3 separate regions of the Mus musculus genome follow, and regions 1 and 2 are each linked to region 3. Evidence: chromatin contacts called from public HiChIP or PLAC-seq data. All regions are on one chromosome and are shown on one strand. Each heading gives the region's core, a stretch centred on a gene start, on an enhancer-like site or on the middle of the called end of the contact. The rest is flanking DNA. Distances are from core to core; before and after follow the strand shown. Region 1 overlaps Pdgfra (platelet derived growth factor receptor, alpha polypeptide). Region 2 overlaps Pdgfra (platelet derived growth factor receptor, alpha polypeptide). Region 3 has its middle 170 kb from the start of Mir7025.

Region 1 (2,975 bases), core at 334-2,833, 150 kb after region 3:
CACCTGATTCAACCGGGAGCCCGTTGGGAGAGCCAGCTAAACAAAACATGCGTGAGACGACAGAAGAGCCAAGCCCAGGCCCACAAAAGCCTCCTTTTATTTCAGCTTCATCCTGATCAGGCTTCCAACTTACATAGACCAAACCAATCTCCAGCCCAGTCTCTGCAGAGAAAAGCCTGGTTCTGATTCTGTTTGGAGCAGTTCGTGTGAAATGTGATGAAATTCAAAACAGACAGGATGCACAAGCTCCAGGGGGAAGTCATTAATACCCATGAACAATGATGAAGCAAAATGCCATCTGCCGGGCTAATGTGGCAAAGCTTTTAAAAATTCCAATTAGCCTATAAACCAGAATTGGGGCAGGGGAAGCAAATATGTTCCCCTCATCTGTCCTCAACGTCTCCCTCCTCTTTGTATGAATGATGGACCATTACTGGCATATGAACTTAGTTGGGAAGTTATCGCCATTATACTTTAGGACGTGGGTGCTACTCATGTCTCCAGGTGGGACAGGATGCTATAGACAGCTAATTAAGAACACACATATACTTTCACACACATTTTCCTATGAGATGAAACAATTGTCTCTATTATAAACACTGCTACCATTATATGCTGTTGGATTTAGCCTTTATGTGTATTTGGAGTTGAAGATAATGAAACATTTCTGTTGCTGTTATCCTGAGGGAAATTGCCAGGCTTATGATGGATTCTCATAGGGTAGGCCATTTTCCTGAGTTGCTTTTCATGAAGCACGCCACTATTAAAATCACAATGGCCATTATTAGACCTGGTGTATTTCAGCCTGAAAAAGAAAGGCTCTGATTACAAACACATAGAGTAGTTTCTCCAGGCTGAACTTGTCCATCACTTGTCTTTGAAAAATCAAAGGATCCAGGCAAGCTACTTCTGCATGCTGATATTCTCAGTATCTCTTGCTTTCTTTCTGGCTCATCATGCAAATAATAGTGGAATTCATATATTTGGAATTGCTAATCCTAGTGCTATCGTTACATTAGTCTTGGGGTCCTTCGTTTCTACACCTATGAGATGTCTTCCCTGCCTTGGTAGGAATATTTAAAAGCTTATTGCAAGACTCAAAAGAAGTGTAAATGGTACATTTTAGAAGTTTTTAATCCCCTAATTAAAAAAAAAAACGAAAACACTAGAGCAGATAAATTAGACAGGACTGTCTGTTAGAGGACGGAACTGTGTAGCTGCTGTTCAGACAGACATGTTATTATTCCCAGGAATCCAGCTCCTTCCTGGGCTGAACCAAGGTGGAGCCAATACTCAATGAACAGCCTTGTGCTGAAGGATACAGGCCTGGATCTGTAGGCGGTCTCACTCTGAGGTCATTTGGCTATCTGAAATTGGGAGTTATTCTGAAACAGGGGGCCTATTTTCCAATTATTAAGAGAATAATCTGCATTAATTAATTGCACTAATTTATCTGATGAGATACCAGGAGGCTGTCGAATGTGAAGCACATAAACCTGCCTGCACGTAACAGAGGATGCTCAAGCACAGCACAGGTGATGGCGCAGGGATGCAGGCTCATCAGTGTACATGCTGATAGGTTACCATAGAGACGGGGAAGCTACTCGTGTGTGATGCCAACTGGGATATGGGAGATCTCCAGTTTCCACTCAAATGTCCTGTAAGCCGAAAACTGCTTTACTAACTAGTGAGTCTATTCAGAAAAGAAGGAGAGGAGGAGGAGGAGGACGACGAGGAGGGGGAGGAGGGGGAGGAGGGGGAGGAGGAGGAAAAGATGGCCATTGTGCTAGATGTCTATGATACCAGTACTTTGGAGGCTGAAGCAGGAGAATCAGAAAGCCCAATGCCAACCAGAGCTATACAACAAGATCCTGCCTCAAACTAACAACAGGATGAACATTAGAGAGAGGGTTGGGTGGAATTCTGACCAAACTAAAAAACAAAGCGAAAGAAGTGGTAGACCTTCATAACGTTAAGTCATATATAATAAATCATTTATTGAAATATAAAGATCTCCATTTACACTTTTTAAAACAAAACATGAACAGGGGTATCTGGAAGCCATCTTGTATTGGAAGACCCTTCCTATGGAGTAAGTCGCTCTCACACACTTACCACACCACCATGTTGGGAACATGTCAGTATTTTTCTCTTTATTACTTCTAAAATATAAATTTTGGACATTCAAAAGTGCAACAGTTAACGTGCCTGTGGGGAATATCACAGTTAAAAAAAATATAAACAAAGGCAGTGATACAGCTTGTCATACACATTTTGGCAGTATTCTCCAAGTCTACATAGCAACAGATATATACATATCGATGTATAACATCGTTTTATCTTACGTCCCTCTTCACAAATATAGGACCATTTTGTACAGGTTGGCAGACCACATTTTTTTAAGGACATCATTGATCATTTTTTTAAAAGTCACAAATTGTGTTCCTCGGGCAAGCTTTGATTGTCATCATAAAAATAGAAAGCAGGAAAGATTGGTAAATTTTCTTCCAGGGACTCTGCAGGAGGCCAGAAAGAAAACAAATCAGGATACAGTCAAAACACTGTTTAAAAATAAAAATGTATCCCTGCTGAGTGTGGTGGTGCATGCCTGTAATCCCAGCACTGGGGGTACAGAGACAGTGGATCTCTGAGAGTTCAAGGCTAGCCTGGTTTACACAGTGAGTTCCAGGGCAGCCAGGGCTGCGTAGAAAGACCCTGTCTCAAAAAACAAAAGTGAACGTATTCCCATTGAATCTCAGAGGTGGGTACAGCTAAAGATGGGAAACTGCTGGTCTGAGAAGTATCATCCAACTTCATGGTGTCATGCAAGGCCCAAAGCGACATCAGAATAAAAAGAAGCAACAAACAGAGGCTGTGCAAATGAGTGGTAAACAGACTGCTCCAGCCACGAGTCTAGAAAGACGGATGTAGTTCAAGTCTAATTGGCTCGAAAGACTCTAGTCAGGTTTTTGTTT
Region 2 (2,741 bases), core at 65-2,564, 180 kb after region 3:
AAACCTGGGTCCTCTGCAAGAGCTGCGAATGCTCCCAAAACCTGAACCATATCTCCAAGCCTCCCATGAGTTTTTCTTGATTTTGAACGTGCAAATGATCTGTATTTAATTTGTGTATTTTGCTGGTCATAATGTGGGTAGTCTCTGCTATTTAAGAGGCTGAGACAGCAGGACTAGTTAAGTGTAGCAGTTTGAGGGTAGCCTGGGCAACATACCAAGCTCTCATCTCAAAAGCAACAACAACAAACAAAACAAAACACCGGAGTCGGGTACCACATGCACACAATTCTGTGACTTGGGAGGTGAGGTCAGAGAATGGTAAATTCAGAGCCAGTCTGGTCTACAGAAGGAGACCTTATCTCAAACACAAAACCAGCAAGTTAAGCATCCCCATGCCCTTAATCCTAGCACCCAGAAGGCTGAAGCCATAGGATTGCTATAAGTTAGAAGCCAGCCTGGACTACAATGGCAAGTTCTAAGACAGTGAGAGTCTCAAGAACCAAAGACTGACAGGCAGACAGAGAGCTAAGGAGTGGCCCAGTGAGTAAGAGCACTTGTTTTAAAAGCATGAGTACCAGGGTTCTAATCACAAAGACTCACATAAAAAGAAAAAAATCTATATCCTTAGCTCTGTGGAAGGTGGAAGCAGGAGGATAGCTTGGGTTGGCAGGCTAACCACCTAGATCCAGCCTCAGTGAGAGTTCCAGTGAGAGACAGACAGACAGACAGACAGACAGACAGACAGACAGACAGACAGACAGAGACAGACAGTTAGAGACAGTCAGAGACAGACAGAGACAGTCAGAGACAGACAGAGACAGACAGACAGAGATGAAAGAAGGGAAAGACTTTTCTACCTTGCAAATTTCTCTGCAATAAACATTTATGAATCCCTCGTGTTTTATGCCCCTTAACTCGGTGACTCAGAGGCAGGCAGGGCAGGACGCAGCGTGGTCTAGGAGGGCCCTGCAACTCACCTGGTACATAGATGTAAATGTGCCTGCCTTCGATCTCACTCTCATCCGTCTGAGTGTGGTTGTAGTAGCAAGTGTACCATCCGGTGTGGGCTGCGGAGGCGTTAACCACTTCCAGCACTGTGACAAAGAGGCCACTGTTGTTCTCCTCACTTCTGATTTCCACGTTGGGGTCGTCTTCTTCAGACATGGGGTGCTGCCAGCTCACTTCACTCTCCCCAACGCATCTCAGAGAAAAGGACGAATTCAGCTGCACAATCTTCTCATTCTCGTTTGGGAGGATAGAGGGTAATAAGAGCTGGCAGGAGATGAGGCCCGGCCCTGTAGAAAGGGACAGCCATTGAATAGGGCGAGCCAGAAAGGACAGCTTCTCCAGAGCGCTGAGAGTAGCCACAGTGGCGGCTTATATGAACAACGGCCATTTCTACGTGAAACTCTGTTCCTCTGGATGCCCATGAAAGGCCCCCCATTATAACAGCCACTGCATCTGCTGAGGGCAGCAAGTGTTCCAACGGCCTCAACAGCCCCACCAAACGCCCCATACTCACCCCTCCAAACACTCAAACGGATAAAGGATGTCTGATTCCAATTCCATATTTCACACTCTTATGTGTGACCATAAAATATCCCAGTGCGGTCTGGGCTCAAGCACATATGGGTTCTTTATCATGCATATGCCCTGCAGAAGTTTCCCTTGGTTTAAAAAAAAAATGGGCAGGAGATGTGAGAAGAGGCAGGGAGAGAGGCCCGAACAAAGCACACAGCAGATCTGGGCTCACTCAGGAGCCCCACGTCTTTCCTCACTGCCACCCTCTGGCACACCATCTCTCCTTAATGATTTCCAAAAGCCAAAGCAGGAAGGCATGGGTTTAAATTCACAAATAATAAATAAAACACAGGCGGGGAGTGGGGGCTTGAAACTAATCCCTAAGCTTCACGTTTCAGCCGAGCTTCCCTTGTCTGAAGAGGAGACACGTTCTGACTTAATTATTAATTAATGGTCTCTAGTTTCCATCGGTGCCTAACTTTGGAGTAATGTCTGCAACAGACAAACACGTGGAAAGGATCTACCAAGTGCCAGGCCAGCGCTCTACCACTGAGCATCTCCCCAGCCCTCTTTTTACTTTTTGTTTTTAAAGACAGGGTCTCACTATGTAGCCCTGGCACACCGCGAGTTTATGATCTTCCTGCTACAGCCTCCCAAGTGGCTGGGATTACAGGTTTGAGTCCCTAAACCTGATGAAGGATGCCTGAGTCTTTACTCTATTTGAACATGCTCAAAACCATCTTCTCCTTCCTTGCTGTAAGCCCATCCCAGAGAGAGGAAGAAGTGGGCAAGTGCAGACATGTCAATATCCAGATTATTCCTCCCTTCGGACCACTGACAGAAAGCTCTTGTTTTGAAATGGAATTGGTGCCATTTAGTGAAAGGCATCAAAAGTTCCTGTTGGTTTCATCTCGCCCCCCTTTGGACCCAGGTGCAGGTGAGAGGCCCACAGAACATGGACGTTGGCTCCCTGGAACTGTGAGTTAGGAGAACAAGGACGCATGTGTGGATACATACCTGTGAGGAGACAGCTGAGGACCAGAAAGACCTGGTGGGAGGTCCCCATAGCTCCTGAGACCTGCAAATGACAAAAGCCAAACATAAACAGCATTAGCCAAACAGAAAGCCACTGGTGGGCCAGGTTCTCCTGCCATGGGAGTTCTTACTGGTACCGTCAGTGGAAGCATGTCCCAGCTTAAGGCTGACAACTAATACAGTCA
Region 3 (2,785 bases), core at 278-2,777:
TGTTCTCTCATTTCAACAACATCCTTTTTTAAAGGCCTTTCCTTGAGGGTCCTGCTAGGCTCACCCTCGTCCTTAACATTGATAGAATGCCTTAGAGTTGACTGACGTTTTCCCCATCCCATCCATCTTTTCAAGCATCTTGAGAGTGATGCTGCTGAGCCCTTCATTTCTTAAGCGATAACAGTATTTCTGAGCTCTCTGCTGCGTGCCAGGCCCTGAGCTAAGCACTTCATGGGCTACATTCAATTCATCTTCATAAGAGCTCTGTGAAGCAAATACAACACACGGTGACATGTTTGTGGCCGAGAGAAGTGATTTGTCTAAAGTCTGGCAGCTGCGAGGTGAGGGAACAGACTCTGTACAGCTTGGTACTCTGAGCTCTGGGTACATCAAAGGGAGATATGACTTCTCAGAGTCAATTTTGAACAGTAAAGGGCAGTGCAAAGACTTTCCTCCGTAATCTAGATGCTTCTACATATCTAAGGAGGTGTGACCACATAAGCTAATGGAAAGATTCTGAAATCAACTGGAGTACAGAGAGATGGAGGGATGCCTTCTGTTTCTATGTAAAGTGACATGTGGTTATTAATGAGTGGCGGGGGGCATACAAAGAGGGTTTGCCTTTTGAGGGCAGACTCATTAGCAAAGGAATTCACCATGTATGACTAAAGTCAATCATAGTGTGTTGACATCTTTGTCAAGGAATGCAGATGCACAGAAAGAAGGGAGACCAACTTAACTTCTAATGCTGTCAGCTATAGGACATGCATCCCAAACAACACAGCCATCAAATATGGAGACTGCCTAGAAAAGATGACTTTGAAACTGTTCACAGACTCAGAACTGCAATTTTCCCGCCAGAACTTCATTATTGTGAAGCCCTTCAGAATGAAGACCCTTTAGACCCTATCTTAATCAACACACAAGTAATCCTACTTATATCAAACACTTCTTCATCTATAAGTACCGTTTCATGTGGCCACTCACATTTTAAAACTCAACCACAAATGAGGTGATCTCATTTGTTTTAAGCATTCTTTAAGACTCAGATTTAAGCTATCCGAAGGAAATTGGTATAGTACAGAAGTGATTCCTAGAAGTACAGGAATAGGCAAAACAATGATAAAACATAAAGGCATGGTCACATATAGGAGAATTTTAAAAATTAGATATAAAGATACGGGCTAATTATAGAGCGGGATTTCGCCCTGGTACTCTACTTCCCTGTCACTAGATGGGGCTCACTAGTTGAGGTTTCTTCCCGCCCAGATTTGGAATTTTGTGTCAGACAACAGAGAGGATTCAACTGGGGATTCGGTTCAGTTCTTGAAAAGATAAGTTATTGGAAGGTTTTCAATGGGACTCCTAATAAGATTGACTTTTTTTTTTTTGGTTGCCACAAAAGTCTTATTGAGCAAAGCTAGCTCTCTCCCAGTTGAACATGAAATGGGTCACTATTAGAAAAGACAGCTTCGCTGTGTTTGTACTTGGGATTAACAGATAAAATAAATAGTTCTTTTCTTCCCACGGGCATTGATGGGGCAGCTTTCTCCGAAATGACTGGAGACTTCTGTTCTTTTCAACAAACACAGCCCTCCAATTAGGGGCTGCAAATAAGATTATATGCCCTGAATGAGCCTGAAAGGGGCCTTTTATAATTAGAAAGTTTGTGTGTGCGAACTGAAGCAGCATTAAGTGCTCACTGTGGCTTCATTAAGAGAAGCTGAACGAAGATTCCCAAACCCTCGTCTGAGTGCTCCAAAATGATAAAATAAAAATTGTGGAGAACAATAAAGTGTATCCTCCCCCTCCTCCCTCCTCCCTTCTCCCTCCTCCCTCTTCCCTCCTCTCTCTTCATCTTCTTTTCCTACTATCACATCCAAGGAGCAGAAACCAATCAGTGCTGTGTGTAAATTAGGCATAGTTTGGAAACACTGCCCTTGAACAATGGACAGTGTTAGAATCCAGGCAAAAAATAAAGGATGAAATCATGGCATCCTTGTGGATAGAGCATATAGTCTATTTCCCTACAAGACTTCGATGATGGCTGCTCTATCTCTTTTATGACATAATGATGTATTGAGAGCTGCTGGCTTTGGCTTAGCCAGGCTTCCTGGACGGTGGACACAGTGGTGATTGTCCGCATCTACTCTTCCAGATCAAGCAGAGCTCAGTATGTGAATGGGCCTCTCCTTCATGAATAGGTTTCCTCTCCACACACACAATGCATTCAGGATTAGTGTCCTGAAGCCCCTAGCATCCTAGAGAATCAGATGCAGCCGTGCAATGCTTCCTCTGACCACAGCTTCCTCTGAGCTAAGGGGAAACGACAAGGCTGGGAAGAGGGAGAAGATGAGCTGAGAGTCTCTAGCTAGGGCAAAAGAGAATAGTTCTAGACATAACAGATGGAATTGTGTCCAGTCTCCAGCTCAGTGGGTCCACATTTCAGGCGCTTATCATGGGGCAGAAGGTATCCCTGAACTGAGTTCCTAGCAGGAGGCAGACTAAGAGCCTCAGTTTACAGTGCTCATGTTCCAGGTGCTTCTTAAACATGTGAGTTGTACATTATATCACCATTCTTTTATCTGGACGGTAGTGTCTGCCTCTCAGGACTAGTAGCTGCGAATTCATATTGCTAGAGATTTCTCTGATATGTAGGAGACAGTCATAAATATTTCATGAATGAATGAACAAACATATCTATCAAATCAGGGGTTTCAAAGTCTTCAAATCCATTTAACACACTCAAACCATAAATATTATCTTCTGATACTTTAACATTCAC

The links. HiChIP or PLAC-seq counts read pairs in DNA pulled down with a chosen protein or histone mark.
Region 1: a contact with region 3 is called in an H3K27ac HiChIP or PLAC-seq map of oligodendrocyte precursor cells, with 5 times the contacts expected there. The contact joins two enhancer-like sites. A contact is called at or near these places in 4 of 484 Hi-C or Micro-C datasets (cerebral cortex, megakaryocyte progenitors, neural progenitor cells and 1 more) and 1 of 115 datasets of contacts at active chromatin or transcription factors (oligodendrocyte precursor cells).
Region 2: an H3K27ac HiChIP or PLAC-seq map of oligodendrocyte precursor cells shows a contact between it and region 3, with 4 times the contacts expected there. The contact joins two enhancer-like sites. A contact is called at or near these places in 3 of 115 datasets of contacts at active chromatin or transcription factors (neural progenitor cells, neural stem cells and oligodendrocyte precursor cells) and 1 of 9 other capture datasets (adipose tissue).

The regions. Positions count from the first base shown.
Region 1 is chr5:75,197,204-75,200,178 of GRCm38.p6, reverse strand. It overlaps Pdgfra (platelet derived growth factor receptor, alpha polypeptide), which reads right to left. Exons shown (of 23, transcript NM_011058.3): 23 at 1,973-2,975. Among named protein-coding and RNA genes, the nearest start is that of Mir7025, 22 kb to the right of the region's middle. Within about 2 kb of position 1,583, at least 4 of the 459 cell types and tissues checked have an H3K27ac peak or open chromatin away from gene starts, as enhancers often do. A contact at or near this core is called in oligodendrocyte precursor cells, where this site is marked.
Region 2 is chr5:75,162,089-75,164,829 of GRCm38.p6, reverse strand. It overlaps Pdgfra (platelet derived growth factor receptor, alpha polypeptide), which reads right to left. Exons shown (of 23, transcript NM_011058.3): 2 at 2,539-2,599; 3 at 978-1,295. The coding sequence starts at 2,587. Among named protein-coding and RNA genes, the nearest start is that of Pdgfra, 11 kb to the right of the region's middle. Within about 2 kb of position 1,314, at least 9 of the 459 cell types and tissues checked have an H3K27ac peak or open chromatin away from gene starts, as enhancers often do. A contact at or near this core is called in oligodendrocyte precursor cells, where this site is marked.
Region 3 is chr5:75,346,398-75,349,182 of GRCm38.p6, reverse strand. No RefSeq gene overlaps it. Among named protein-coding and RNA genes, the nearest start is that of Mir7025, 170 kb to the right of the region's middle. Within about 2 kb of position 1,527, at least 12 of the 459 cell types and tissues checked have an H3K27ac peak or open chromatin away from gene starts, as enhancers often do. A contact at or near this core is called in oligodendrocyte precursor cells, where this site is marked.